Linked DNA regions of Gossypium hirsutum: region 2 is linked to region 1. A link is a contact called in public Hi-C data. All regions are on one chromosome and are shown on one strand. Each heading gives the region's core, a stretch centred on a gene start, on an enhancer-like site or on the middle of the called end of the contact. The rest is flanking DNA. Distances are from core to core; before and after follow the strand shown.

Region 1 (7,727 bases), core at 3,231-5,730:
TATTTGACACCAAATTTGAGTCAACCCCAAATTGTTTTCTAGGGTATTATTACCTCGAGCATTTTCACCTCAATATCACGTGAGGATCTATTAACTCGAGCTTTTCCGTTATCGTCGAACGAGAATGAGATGAACTCGTTGACTTCTTTGTATGGTATCTCCTCTAATATGGCAAGAAAGTGTGTTGGTTCGTCTACACTTTCACTCAAAATCGGTTTAAGCTCCAAGTCGGTGGTCAATGCTACCTCTACATCTGTTGCTACATTTACGACTAAGTTAATAGGACCGGAAACACCTTCAATCATGTTCAACTCATCCTCTTGGCCACCAGTTCCAAACTCTCACTGACTGTTACCATTAAATTCCAAATGATCAATGATAGTGGATTGGTCTTCGTGATCAGAGTTGGAAACCTTGTGCATGACTTCTTTCGTTGGAAATCGTACCTTTATTTATTATTCGACCAATTTCATCATTTTCAACAATTGCGCTATCATATTTTTTATCTCCGATGCTTCTTCGGTGAAGGATGGTCCAATTGCTTTACGAAGGTATTTCATTCGAATCACAAAGAGTATTAGCTGGATATTCAGACATCTCTAAATGTTGCTCATGTATCTGCCAATGTACATTATAATGATTAAATCTAACTCTTGCTGACTTTTATAATCTGGATCAGGGTGGTTGACATCAATACAATGGTCTTTACAATTAGAGTTCGGAACATCATGTACGACCACTTCCAATGGTTTCATTGCTTCGTATCTTCGTTGGAGTAGTAACTCTATCATGAGCGATCTTTAGTTTGATATAATCTCCCATTGATCGTATACTCCCTCCTCGTATGCTCCGTCATGACTCCATTGGTTCATTGAAGCTTCGGTCGACCAACCCGTTACGTAATTCCCTTCGTCATTCCAAGAAGGCCTCTCATCGGTAAACCACATCTAATCATATTCATCCATGATTAAATCTACTAGTCAACAAGGTAATAATAAGATAGTAAAACAATAATAATTTAGCACACTAAAAAAAATTAAAAGTTTGAAAACTATCTAGCTCGTTTGTCTTTCGACTAATATTATTTTACAAGGTAATCAATATAATAACAATTTTCACCGTCGCAATCCCTGACAACGACGCCAACAACTTGACCACCTTCAAACGTGCAAACGTTTAGAGCAAAATCATGGAAATAAAATATGTATAATTAAGTACGGTATCTGTAAGCCAACAAGTCAAATTGTAATATAGTTTATTGTTACAATGGAACACTAATAAATATTCTGAGGATTGTACCCAAGGGATTGCAGATTGGAGAAATTATTATTAAATTAATTATAAAAATAATTACTAATCTAATCAAGTTACAAATTAGTAGCGTGAATCCAAATTAAAGTATTAATTAAACTAATTAAATTAATTAACCTAATTGAATTTCTTATTCCTAGTGTCAATGATATGAGCTCTCGGCCTATGATCATTTAAATCCCTAATTATCAATTAAATCACTAATTACCCTCAACTGAGTTACTTACCGCCTTTAGCTAAGGATTACCATCTAAGAGGCCCTTTTGGTCTCTTCTTACACATACTGATACACTTTCAGTCTCACCGTTTGGCACAAGTTATACTCGACAAAATACCCTCTCGGTCTCACCTGTCTCGATATTTTACTAGAGGTGTCACTCCCTAAACTACTAAGTACTCTTGAATAAACACCCAATATTAGATAAATAATTACTTAATCAGTAAATTAGTTTTATAACTAAAGCATGCAATATATAAAATACGCACAAGAATTTATCCCAATATTCATACAAACATTAGTTGATCAAGTTAACGAAAGATAAATAACAAAATAAACAAATAAAGGAAAAAAGAATGCTTATTGATAAATAATTGAAGCGCGATTCTGAAACAATCTCTGCTTGCAGTCGTCTTCATGTCGGAATAGAAAAATTTTGATTAAGCGGACATAAGAAAACTAAAATAAAAACTAAAAAGAAACGAAAAAAAATGAAAACTTATATAAAAAGTATGTGATATAGGGTTGCGTGCGGACCAAGATCGAGTTGCCAAGTCACGGGAAACTCCTACGAAAGCTCTAAACAATCAGATCTGAAACGAAACAGAAAATTAAAAGATTAGAACTTTGAATTTCCAGATCTGAAATAAAATCCCCAAATCAACAAAGAGTCGAATTGAGAATAGAAATAAGTGTTAATAAGGGTTCTTGAAACCTTAAAGGAGATTGCGATTCTGCCCAATTGAATACCAAGATAGTTTTCCCCAAATTTCGGCAATCTAATTTCACCCAAAAAGAGTATGGCAAGAACCCTAGAAATTGGGATTTTTTTTAATCGATTATGTGCTGCCAACAAGAGATCGATTAAACGAAGAGTTCTTGGAGTTTAAACAAATCTGAAACGCGACAAAGAACAACAAAGAGATTAGATCAAGATTCGGCACAATAAAAAACAAATAAAAGAACTTGAACAGCAAGAATTAAATTAAAGTCCTAAAAAGCCTTGAAATCTCGAAAGATTTCACAACTCCCTTCAAACGGCTCTAATCTCCCCTCCAAAGAATATCAATGGCAAGAAGAAGGCTGAAGATGGCTCCCACAATCAAAAGATTGTTAAAACAACTTCTAAAGAAAACCCAAGAGAGAATCTTTGGAGAAAAACTCAAAGAGAATTCTGCACTTAAACAAATCTGAAATTTTTGATATAATTGATAAGTTTCTAACAAGGTGGCTGGCCAAGCCTTTATATAGGCTTTTCAAATATTTTTCTAATCTAATTAGAAAACTAAAACTAAAAAAACTCCTAATTATTTTAATTTTAAATGGAAATTCGGCCAATGGCTTTTAATTGGGCCTCTTGGACTGAATATTTACATAAAAATTTAAACTAAGTATTTAAAAAAATAAAACTTTACAAATTGGGTCACTTTGACAATTTAGCCTGATTTTCAAGTAAGCATGGTTTGTCTTCTTGTTTGGGCTTGGATTGAGCCTTTGTAACTCGTATCAGTATGAAATATGTATGAAAACTCCCTAGGGCGATTCCTTAGGTCAACTCTCCTTCTAATGAGGTTACAAGGTTGTTTATATAGGCAAAACTAGGTAAAAATCCAATAGACTAAAGTGTCACTTCAATTATAATGTTAATTAGGGTTTTAGGTTGGAAAAAGACCCGTAATTGCCATAAAAATCCCAGTCATCATGCACAGGAATTTTAGGTAGCGTAGAAGCTATGTCTCGACATGCACACCCCTATGCCGTAACACGCACATCTTGTTTCGTCCTAGGATTTCGTTTTTGGCTTCGAAGTTTTGTGTCGCGACAAAACATATTTTTGTTGCAATACGACCATCGTTCTTTGTATTCTTTGGCCTAAAATGGCACCTTACACACTCAAATAACCCATTAATCATTCCCGAGGCCCAAGTTGGCCTAACATGTTGTTGAAACACTTAAAACATATGTAAAAATATTTATTTTGCTAATATTTAGATCTAAGCTACTAATACTGAAAAATACAATAAATAAACATAAAACAACTAAAAAACATGCTCGTTAAGTGTCGAAAGGGACTTAAATTGCCACTACGATTTATGGTAAGTCATAAGTCTTGATAATCCAATATTCATCCTGATTACATAAACATAAAAAATTAAAAAAATAATATTAACAACTTAATAATTATATTAATTCAAATGCAAATATAGTAATAATTTCTTACCATTTGTAATTGGACACCAGAAATGTGTTTGTAATTCAAATGAATTAGACGCATTGACATTTTAAAATTTTTTAAAATTATGAAAATAAAATAAAATCAAAGAAATTACAAAATAGAAAATTGAGAGAACAAGAATTTGAAAGAAATTGAATGAGAAAATTTGAGAATAAAGGAATTAAGGGAATTGAGAGAATAAGATTAAATGAAAAGAAATAACAATAGGCAGGGTATATATACGAAAAAGAAAATGACTATTGGAGAAAGAAATGGCTGTTTGTGAACTAGTTGTTGGTCACAACGGTTAGAAAATCAACAGTTGAGATTTTTTAACCTTTGGGAATCCAATGGTTTATATAAGGCTTTTTTTGAAATCCGATTTTGGGACGGGGCGACACCACATGGTTAAAACGCACGCGTTTTCAACCTCTCTACTCCACGTCACTTGAAAGCGCGTTTTATAAGGCATGTTTTTGTCCTCTCTCTTTAAAATGACCTATTTTCTTAATTTTCGAGAAAAATAGACTAAATCCCTAATTTTTCTTTAAATTTGGCATATACATCTAATTTTACCTATATATATTATATAATTTATTAAGAAACTAAAAGTTATATTATATATATGTGAAAAAATATTTAAAAATATCAATGAACACTTGTATCTATAGATACTAATATTAAAACAAAAATAATATATTGATGGCCCAAATTCGATTCTACCCTTGAGAAAAATTTATCACATGTGAAGTCTCTCTTCAAAAACTATTCTAATTTGAATCCGGATTTATTCCGGATATTAATCTAATTCCGTTTTTTTTTAAACTAAAAGGAAAACCAACAATAAAACCGAAAGCTTCTTACGCTAAACCCCTCATTCTACACCCGTACGGCTACACGCGTCCTTAAACCCCTAAAAATGTCATCTCTAACTCGCGTCCTCCGCCGCGCCTTCTCCACAACCCCAAATCCACAGCCCGACTCCGTTCGGAAATTCTCGGAGGATCTCTACAAAGAGCGGGACCTCAAGCGTCTCGTTGAAAAGTTCAAGAAATCTTGCGAATACAGCCGCTTCCGCAGACGAAGCGGCATCTATGAAGATATTGTTCGTCGCCTTGCTTCAGCTGGGCGCTTCCAATGGATCGAAGAAGTCCTAGAAGATCAGAAGAAATACCAAGATATTTCCAAAGAAGGCTTTAGTGCTAGATTAATCCATTTGTATGGTAAATCGGGCATGTTTGAGCAAGCTTACAAGGTGTTTGATGAAATGCCGAATAGAGGATTGCTGTCTTTCAATGCTCTTATGGGAGCTTGCGTGAATGCCAAAAAGTTTGATAAGGTTAATGGGTTTTTCAAGGAGTTGCCGGAAAGGTTGTCAGTTGAGCCAGATTTGGTTTCTTATAATACGGTTATAAAGGCTTTCTGTGAGATGGGTTCTTTAGATTCTGCTAGATTGATGCTTGATGAGATGGAGAAGAAGGGTGTGCAGCCGGATGAGATTACTTTTAACACGCTTTTATATGAGTTTTTTAAGAATGGAAGGTTTGATGATGGGGAGAAGATATGGGGTAAAATGGTGGAGAAAAATGTGGAGCCTGATATTAGGAGTTATAATGCTAAGTTGCTTGGATTTTCAACTGAAAAGAAAATGAAAGAGGCAGTTAACTTGGTTGAAGAAATGAGGAGTAAAGGACTTAAGCTTGATGTGTTTACCTTCAATTATATGATTAGAGCATGTGTTAATGAGGGAAAATTGGAAGAAGCTAAAGAGTGGTATAATCAAATAGGGAAAAATGAATGTGCACCAGATAAGCTGACTTTTACGATGTTAGTTCCATTCCTTTGTGAGAAGGGTGATTTGAGTTTTGCCATTGAGCTGTGCAAGGAGATTTTTGGTAGAAAGAAATTGGTTGATGCTGCATTGTTGCAGCGAGTGGTGGATGAATTGGTCAAAGCCTCCAAGGTTGAAGATGCAAAGGAACTGGTGAAGCTTGCTAAGACGAATAATTTCTGTCGTTATAAGCTGAAAATGCCTGCAGAGTAGTGCCATGGTTTTACCATAGCTATTTTATCTTTCATTATAGTTAATCTAGTCTGAACGAGTATCTAAAAGCAAGTAGGTTTTTTTACCTCTTGCAGCCAACTACTTTCATGTTAGTGGTGGAGGTAATATTGATCTGTTTTCTAGTCAGTGATTTAGTTTTTCTGAGTTGCTTCATAATTTCCTATCATCTGCAGCTTTAGCTTTTGGTATTGAACCTCAAAGTTACATGATGAATTGAATTTTGGAACTGAAACTTTGATAATCATCTTTGTTTTGCAGTTGGTATTTTATATTAGCTCTGTTTTGGGATCAAAATGAATTGTATGATTTTGGGATGCGCCTGTTCTCTCTACTTGAATTTCAACTTTGAGTGATATTTGTGGTTCTTCTCCTGTGCCTACGAACTGATGAGTTAAGGAATGATAACTTGTTTACAAATTAAGCTTGGAGGATCATTTTCTTATCAACTTTTGTGAACTTTAATGGAATCTAAGGGGAAACAGTTCAGTCTAAACATTCCGACTGCAACGAAGCTAGGCAAAAAGTGTGCCTTGTTTACCAACAAATCTTAAATTGATTGGTTATTAGTTTAAACAAGTTTCAATTTCGTTAAGTGGTAAAGGTTCCTTCAGATAGCATAGAAATTAAAGTGTCTCTACAAACGATGAACAAAGCTATCTTACATCAAAATATCATTAAGCATTCTCTTAGCCCAGCTTGGCAAGAACATCATTCAGACTAGATACGGTCTGAGCGTAAGATTTCTCTGCTTCAGGGGTGCTCTTGATCTTGGCTGCATGGTCAAGCTGTAAGAAAAACCAAAAGGAAAAAATATATCATAAATTCATGATAATTTACCATGTTAAATGATGCTAGCAATTATGCAGGTAAACCCAAAGCAAAACTTCAAAAACATACATCATCGATGGTACTGAAGAGCTTTTTGGTGAGGTCCTTGAGAGTTTTCTTCTCATCTTTGGGCTTGGCAGCAATGACGGTGTTGAGGTCATAGCGGAGATACTCGGCCTTGAGACGGAGATCATTCATGACATAAGGCCAGGCTTTTTTGTCAATCAAGTTCTTGACACCCAGAATATCCTTGGCTGATTCCTTTGCTCTCTGTGCTGCCTGAGCTGGAGTAAGTGGTTGGAGGAAGAACCTGTCTTTGTATGGCAGAACAAGGTCTCTTGGCTCATCAGAGTTCAGAGTTCCAGCTGCCGACATGCCGATTTCATCATCAAATTACAAAATTTGAACATGTATAAAATATATAATGATTCCATTTTTCCAGCTAAAATTCCAGTTCTCAAGTTCTTTATGGACCATGGCCTACAAAGCAATGTTGATTAAATTTGTATAAATTGAAAAGAATGGATGACTTACGCAGTCCACCAGAGGAAGGGGGAGGTGGGCCAACCTTGATGCTTCTGGCATCGGCAAGCACAGCTTGAACAAAGGAGCCAGTGGCCAAACCAGCAGCAACAAGACCCAACATGGCTCTGCGTCCAGTCTCAGGCTCGGCCGGTGTCTGATGAGCTCTGACAGTGAAACCAGACCTACCCACAGCCACTCTGTTGTTGCTAGGAATGTTGAAGCGGGTTTGGCCACTGAGTTGAAAGCTGCCGTCCAGGACAGCCTGTGAAGAGCCACGTAAACCAGCCATTGATGCCATTGCCTGTGCCATCTCCACCGCCAAAGTGTTTTTTCAATTTGAATGAGCCATGTGTAGGTTTTGATGCGGGGGGTGATTGATTTGATGGTGTTAACTTCTGCGATGTAGATTGGTTGTGGTTTGAGACGCACCTTATCTGCGATTTTCCACTTTGGATAAGTTGGATGTGGTCTTAACCAATAGTTGTTAGACATATGGGGTACACTATGATTCTTGCTCTTGGCATTTGACATGTTGGATTGGGTTTCCTGGTGACCTGGTTTCTGTT
Region 2 (7,727 bases), core at 3,686-6,185, 140 kb before region 1:
GCAATGTGGTGGTAAGATGATCATATTCATCAGGAAGGGAATTCAACAACAATAATGCCTTGTCTTCATCTTCAAATTTCTCATCCAAATTTAGCAAGTCTGCTAAAATTTTATTGAATGAGTTCACATGGTCATTCATCGACATACCGGGTGCATACGTGAACCGAAAAAGTTTCTTTTTCATATAAAGCCTATTTTCAAGACTTTTCGTTAGAAACTTTTCTTCTAATGTATCCCACAGCTTCTTCGCTGATGTCTCCCTCATGACGGAGTACTTTTGCTCTTTGGCCAAACATAGGCGAATTGTACCACACGCCTGTCTATTGATCTTGGCCCACTCCTTGTCATCCATCTTGTCAGGTTTTTCTTCAAGGGCTATATCCAGCTCTTGCTGACATAAGACATCCAGGATCTCACACTGCCACATACCAAAATTATTGGTACCGTCAAATTTCTCTACTTCAAATTTTGCATTTGTCACAGTAGTCCTTGCTGATGACGATGCTGCTGCCATTTTTCTCCTCAATCCCAACTACTGTATACGTGAACAGTACCGTATACGTAAATAGTGCCGTATACGTGAATAGTACTGTATACGTGAATAGTGCCGTATACGTGAATAGTACCGTAAACGGTCGTATTCCCCAAGTACGAACCTGGCTCTGGTACCAATTGTTGCGCGGAAGCGTGTGAAAGAGTAAAATTATTGTACTGAAAAATCACACTAAGTTCAATTCCCAGGAAAGAGAGGTGGATCACGAGGATCGCTTACATACCAGATCTTTCCTAGCCAGAATATCCCTCTATCGTAATTTAATAGCACAATAAATCACTACAATGACACTTGCAAAATATGCAAAACAAAAATAAAGAACACTAGAATTTTAACGAGGTTCAGCAAATTTTGCCTACGTCCTCGGGCACTACCAAATATATTTCACTCCAAAAATACAAGTGAAAGTTTACAAATAGGGAGAGAGAACAATTGCCTTAAGTAGAGAATGGCAAGTGTGGGATGAAGAAAGTAAGAAATGGTTAGGCCTATTTATAGTTGAGGTTCAAGGATCAACTTGCAATGTCCCTATACAATTAGGGACCAAAATTGCAATTACCCCATGCCAACTTTTAACCCAACTTGCCAACCAATTTTACTTTCTACTTTCGGTGCCCACCCTTTTTGACTTTTCAAACAATGGGTGGGTTCCAATAAATCCCATTAATGATACTTCAGGGGTCTTCTCTATCGACCGTCGAGGAAATCTTGTCCTGTTCCAAACAAACCAAACACTTCCTGTCTGGTCCACAAACATTTCCCTCGCAGGCACTAGCAATTGTATTGCTCAAGTTTTGGATTCGGGAAATCTTGTTTTGATTCACAATGATACCACAAAGGCGGTACTGTGGCAGAGTTTTGATCATCCAACAAATACTTGGCTTTCATTTCAAAAGCTTGGGTTGAATCTTAGAACCGGTGTGAACCTAATATATACGTCTTGGAAGTCTCCAGATGATCCAGGGGTTGGGAATTATTCCTTCAGGATGAACCCAAACGGGTCTCCTCAGATATTTTTGTACAAGGGTTCGACTCCATGGTGGCGAAGCGGAGCTTGGACCGGACAAAGATGGAGTGGTATACCTCAAATGACTCAGAACTTCATATTTAAAGATACATTTGTCAACACTGGTTATGAAGTATCGTTCTCTTCTGATGTGAGAAATAGCTCCATCGCATCAAGAACGCTAGTGAAGGAAACAGGAGTTTTGCAAAGAGAAACATGGAACAATGAAGCGCAACGTTGGATTGTTTTTTATTCGGCTCCAACGGAACGTTGTGATTTTTACGGGTATTGTGGGCCAAATGGTTACTGTAACCCTTATCTCGCAGGTGCTTTAGAATGTACATGCTTCCCAGGATTCCAACCCAAATCACCCGAAGGATGGTTCATAGGAGATTCGGCAGGAGGATGCGTGAGGAAGCGAGGTGTCTCCATGTGTGGAAATGGAGAAGGGTTCGTCAAGTTTCCACATGCGAAGGTGCCTGACACTTCTGCGGCAGTTGTAAACATGAGTATAGGATTGAAGCAATGCAAGGAAAAGTGCTTGAGAAATTGTTCTTGCATGGCTTATGCTAGTGCTAACTCAGAGACTGGAAGAGGGATTGGTTGCTTGACTTGGCATGGAGATTTGATGGATGCGAGGAAATATACCTATACGGGACAAGACCTATACATACGAGTGGATAAAAATGAGATAGGTAAGCACTAAATTAATGAAGGTTATTATTAGGTGCACCATAGAAAGAAAAAGTATGGGTTATTATTACATGCATTTATTTATGCTGATTTTAAAATATAACGATATAACTGAAATATTAATAGTGCATAACTTGGTTTTACATAACTTGACACCTGTTAATTAATTATATGAGTATCAACTTTGACCATATTTCATTTTAATCCTAAATAAAAGTATTGATCTCTTTAAAGATTTTTATTTACTCTCGTGGTGTTGTTTGTTTTCTGTGTTCTAATTTTTAATTGATTTCTTTCATATGCAATCATATGTGCAACTTGTTAGCTCGGTATACAAAGAAAGGTCTACTTCACAACAGGGGAGTGCTTGCGATTATAATAGTTTCTTTGGCTGTAGTGCTTCTCATACTAATTGCCCTTTCTCGTTGCTTTCTAAGAAGGCAAAGAAGAGGTACGTCTCACATTTTCTGTACCAGCTTTTTTTATTCAACTTTTAATCGTTGCCAAATAAGATAGAGTTTAAATTATATTAGGATATAATTTGCAATTGAATTGACAGCAGGAAGAGCAAGAAAAAGCAAAAATATCTTTAGCTTTACCTCATTCAAGGACTCTTTAGGTGAAAAAGAGATTGATGAGAGCAGAAGAAATGGAGATTTACCCTACTTTGATTTGGGCACCATAGCCGCTGCCACTAATAATTTCTCTTCTGATAATAAACTTGGGCAAGGTGGCTTTGGCCCTGTCTACAAGGTAGCTTTTCTCTAAAAAAAAGATGTGGACGTGCAATAAAACTCCTTATCTGTACTTGAAGGAAAATTCTTTGTATTTGCAGGGTGTGCTCTTAAATGGCCAAGAAATAGCAGTGAAAAGACTATCAAATTCCTCAAGTCAGGGACTACAAGAGTTTAAGAATGAAATTGTGCTAATTGCAAAACTTCAGCATAGGAATCTCGTAAGGATACTAGGATGTTGCGTTGAGGGTGAAGAGAAGATGTTAGTCTATGAATTTTTACCAAATAAAAGCTTAGACTTTATCATTTTCGGTATAGCTTCTTTCAAATTGTTGATTACTTATGCTAACAACTTTTGTTTTAAGTTATGCATGATTCCTTTTAAATTTTGACTTTTGATTTTAGATGACTCAAAAAGATCACTATTGGATTGGAAAAAGCGTTTGGAAATTATCTGTGGGATTGCCCGAGGAATGTTGTATCTCCACCATGATTCCAGGTTAAGAGTCATTCATAGGGATTTGAAAGCGAGCAATGTATTACTAGATGATGCAATGAATCCGAAAATTTCTGATTTCGGCATGGCTAGAATATTTGGAGGAGACCAAATGGAAGGGGATACCAGACGTGTAGTTGGAACATAGTAAGAATTCGGTATGCAAAGTTTCGAGAGAACTGCTACAGGTTTCAAACGTGTTCTTACTATTTCATTTTTGTCGTATGATTTTAGTGGTTACATGTCGCCTGAATATGCAATGCATGGACACTTTTCAATGAAATCCGATGTGTATAGCTTTGGAGTATTGCTGTTAGAGATCATCACTGGAAAAAAGAACAGCAGTTATTTTCCCAATAGTCCGTCGTTGAATATGGTTGGACATGTAAGTAACCAAATTTTTAGTACAATTCTGTAAAAGTGTTAACAATTAAGACATTCAAATGATTATCCAAACAACGTTATTTCAGGTTTGGGAGTTATGGAAAGAAGAGAAAGCCATGGAAGTTGTTGACTCCTCATTAGCTGATTCATATTCTACCGATGAAATTTTGAAGTGCATTCAAATTGGGCTATTGTGCGTTCAAGAATGTGCAACAAATCGACCAACAATGTTGACAGTTGTTTTTATGTTGAGTAACGAAACCACTCTTCCATCGCCAGAACAACCTGCATTTATAGCGAAGAAAATTCACAAAAGCGACGAGATATCAATTAGTGGAGGAACTAAGTCTATAAATGAAGTGACACTCACCATGATTGATGCTCGGTAGAGATAAAATACAATGTTTTATGCAGAAATAATATTATTTGTAATTATTATTATGTTATAGATTATAATAAAATATACATTATTAATAGTTATGTGTAATTTAGTATATTTTGATGTTTATAATTATAATTAGTAAAACATAAAATATTATTAAAATTTTAATATTTTAATAAAATCTTATTTTTATTAAATTACATCTTGGTTGGGCTTAAATTTTTACAAATTGTATTTGAGTATTAAGTTTAATTTCTTTTTAGTTTAGACTTGAGATTTGGGTTAATTAATTTATTTTAAGTTTGGATTTAGTGTAATATATTTGAGTTTTGAAATAAATATTTTAGAATATAAATATTAGGTTTGTAAATTTAAGAAGAAAGATAAAAAAAAGTATTCAACTATCAATATAATATTATAATGAACATTTTTTTTTGTTAATTCGTACAACATCATAGAATAATAAAATTTACAAACAAAGGACATTTTTAATTATTTTACATAAAAGACCTCTATTAAATATATATAATTTATGTTTTATAAGATTTTTTTTTTTTTTGGAAAAAATCCGACTGGATTAAAACTTAATTATGAAACAAGAAACCTTCATTGGGCTGAGCCCAACAAATAAGTCCTAAGAATAATAAAAGAAGGCAGCAAAGGCAGGCTATCTTCAGTTTAGCCCATCCGAAACAAAACAACAATAGAAAAAATAAAGGAAATTTCAAAGTGTTCTCCAGCCGAACGGTCCAGCTAGTCTTCATAAATGATTTAAAAGCAAATCCCTTCAAATCTTTTGCTTTTTTATTTGCTTTTCAAACGGCATCCTTTCTTCCAAACGTCTCACCACAATGCCGAAAACCAAAGTCTTTTCCCCTTTTCTTTTATTCTGAAGAACCCAGGCGGTTTGGCTCCGATTCTCCTCTAGGAAGGCTTAAGGTCCCTCCCTCCAGGTACTGTTCTTCTTCCTTCTTGAGAGTTTCTTTTGCTAATCGGTGGGCTTCTGTGTTTTCAACTCTTGGGATGAACTGGAATCTGACTTCTTGAAAGTAATCCTTTAGGCTTTGAATGTCACTGATGATTGCTCCTATTTCTGATTTGTCTCGATTTGTATTTTTGCATTTTTTTATCACTGTTTTTGAATCTCCTATTATGTCTAAAATATGATAGCCCATCTGAATTCCTAACCTTGTTGCTTGATATCCTGCATATGCTTCCGCCGCAAACGGAGATGCAACATTGTCATGAAGGATCGATTTTGCTGCAACGATTCTACCCTCCTCATTTTTAACTACTAGGCCTGACGCAGATCTGAATTTCTGAGTCAAAAGCCGCATCGAAAAAGATGGCCGGGTTTGCCCTTTGTAGCCTTTGTCTAGGCCTCACATTGGTTTCCGAGTTAAGTGCCTTGTCTTTAATACCTTCTAGTTCCAGAATGTAACTTTTAATTTGTTTGGATATTTCCCAACTGGTGCTTGATTTGCCTTCGTATAATAGCTTATTTCTGCTTGTCCAGATTAACCAGAGCCCGCAACAAAACCCCCTGCACTGTTCATTTGTCCCTTGGCTGAATACCCAGGTAAGCCAACTCCACAAATCTAACTGACTATTGTTAAGTATCCAAGAAAAATTTAAGTGACTCCATATTTCTTTCACTATAGGGCACATTTGGAAGACATGAGTGCTGTCTTCTTCTCCCTGACCACACCTCCGACATCGGTTCTCAGTCATCACTCTCCTTAGCTTTAGATTGGAAAAAGTGGGAATGTAATTCCACGCTATTTTCCACACTGTAATTTTGATTTTTGAGGGCATGTGTAGATTCCACAATTTCCTGTAGAAATTTTTAGTATTGGTCTGTAAATAAACATTAGGATCTATTGTAGATTTCTGTAATAGTTTATAGGCACTCCTTACTGAAAAGTCTCCAGTTGCCTCCCCACTCCATACTTTGATGTCTTCATGGGTTGATTTTGACAGAGACGTGCTAAATTAGCATTGTATAAAAGTAAAATAAATTATTAAATTAAAATGTAAAATTAAATTTGAAATCCAAACTCAAAAAATTATAATCTATAATAAACCCTCTTAACGTTTCCGAATAGAAGGCAAATCAACATCTTAGACTCGGTTGAAAACTAATTTCTCTTGCAATTTAATGAGATTGGTAAGTGAGAAGCCGTTTTTCTTGCACAATTGTCATATTCATCTCTATTATTACAGAAAAATTATTAGAAATTCTATCAATTATCAAAACCTAAATTAATCTTTAAATGGTAATATCATGTTCTTTTTTACTTTCATAAAAAATCAGAAAATAAATCCAATTAAATAAGAAAGGAAGTATATCCTGCTCAAATCACTGGGATCAAACAATCTATCCTCCTATAAATAGAAAAAAAGAATATGATCCAATTCATGCGATTTTTACCATTTCAATTTTCTAGTTAAAGAGAGTGATGATCAATAAAGTGCTCATAATAGCAAACCCTAAAAACTAATAACCTAGGAGCAAAAATCTTGCCACTGGAGACTATCATCTTGTTTATATCTTTGATGATGTGATGTTGCCTTATGGTGCGTGGAGAAAACAAGCATTCATCATTGGCTCTGTATAAGAAAGAAGGGTATATTGATCTGGTGAAGGGAGAAGCTGGGATCTGAATATGTCATTAATAAAGTCAAATTACTTTCTGGGGATTTTTAATCCATCTTTCAATTTCTAAATACAGTTTGGTTCCCGGAGTGAAGTCAATTTGAAATATGTAGTACCCAGTTAACTATTGTTTTCAAGTGAATTGCGTTTTTCAAAATATTATTATTTTGGAATTAACTTTTAGAATGTGTTACTTTCACATTTATGCATGCGCTTTCAATTCCTTATGAAATTTGGATATCTCGACACCAACATTAAAAGCCTACTATCATTATATTTTATTTTTAGTATATTCTATTTACTTCTTATTTTTATTTCAATGAATTTGTATATATCGAAATCTGGAAAAAAGTAGTTAGCAAATTAAAAGAATTGTTATTAACATTGTATTTAAATTCCATTACATTACATCTTACCAAACCAAATTCAAATCATAATAAACAATAAGGATATTTATAGGTTAAAATATGTTATAAGTTCCTATACTCTTTGTAAATTTAAAAATTAATCATTATACTTTTAATTTTAGGAATTTAGTTCCTTTACTTTTTAAAATTTAAAATTCAAATAGATATTGAGAATTAATTCCCAATAAATAAGAAATAATTGAGCGTGATAGCCAAATAAATCGAAAGGTTCATGTTTGGTTCGAGAAGGGATCATGGAATTTTTGAAATAAAAAAAATGAATGGAAAGATAATCTACTTTCATTAAGTGATTTATTAGATTATCAAAAAGATAGGATCTTGAATACTATTCGAAATTCAGAAGAACTACGCGGGGGGGTATTGAACGGCTGGAAAAGGCCCAGGCCCGCTTACGA

The links. Hi-C and Micro-C count contacts between places; a contact is called where the count stands out from the background.
Region 2: a contact with region 1 is called in a Hi-C map of leaf, with 1.9 times the contacts expected there. The contact joins the enhancer-like site here to the promoter of LOC107901777 in region 1. A contact is called at or near these places in 5 of 34 Hi-C or Micro-C datasets (callus, hypocotyl, leaf and 1 more).

What each region holds. Positions count from the first base shown.
Region 1 is chrD06:41,845,824-41,853,550 of Gossypium_hirsutum_v2.1, reverse strand. It overlaps LOC107901777 (pentatricopeptide repeat-containing protein At3g13160, mitochondrial), which reads left to right and starts at 4,480. Exons shown (of 1, transcript XM_016827922.2): 1 at 4,480-6,122. The coding sequence starts at 4,663. The coding sequence ends at 5,787. LOC107901779 (oxygen-evolving enhancer protein 3, chloroplastic) reads right to left here. Exons shown (of 3, transcript XM_016827923.2): 1 at 7,171-7,727; 2 at 6,706-7,001; 3 at 6,392-6,593. The coding sequence starts at 7,471. The coding sequence ends at 6,495.
Region 2 is chrD06:41,988,884-41,996,610 of Gossypium_hirsutum_v2.1, reverse strand. It overlaps LOC107900129 (G-type lectin S-receptor-like serine/threonine-protein kinase RKS1), which reads left to right. Exons shown (of 8, transcript XM_041095878.1): 2 at 1,214-2,254; 3 at 2,578-2,703; 4 at 2,812-3,005; 5 at 3,088-3,298; 6 at 3,392-3,629; 7 at 3,717-3,867; 8 at 3,953-4,334. The coding sequence ends at 4,255. Among protein-coding and RNA genes, the nearest start is that of LOC107900129, 8.2 kb to the left of the region's middle. Within about 2 kb of position 4,935, at least 6 of the 9 cell types and tissues checked have an H3K27ac peak or open chromatin away from gene starts, as enhancers often do. A contact at or near this core is called in leaf, where this site is marked.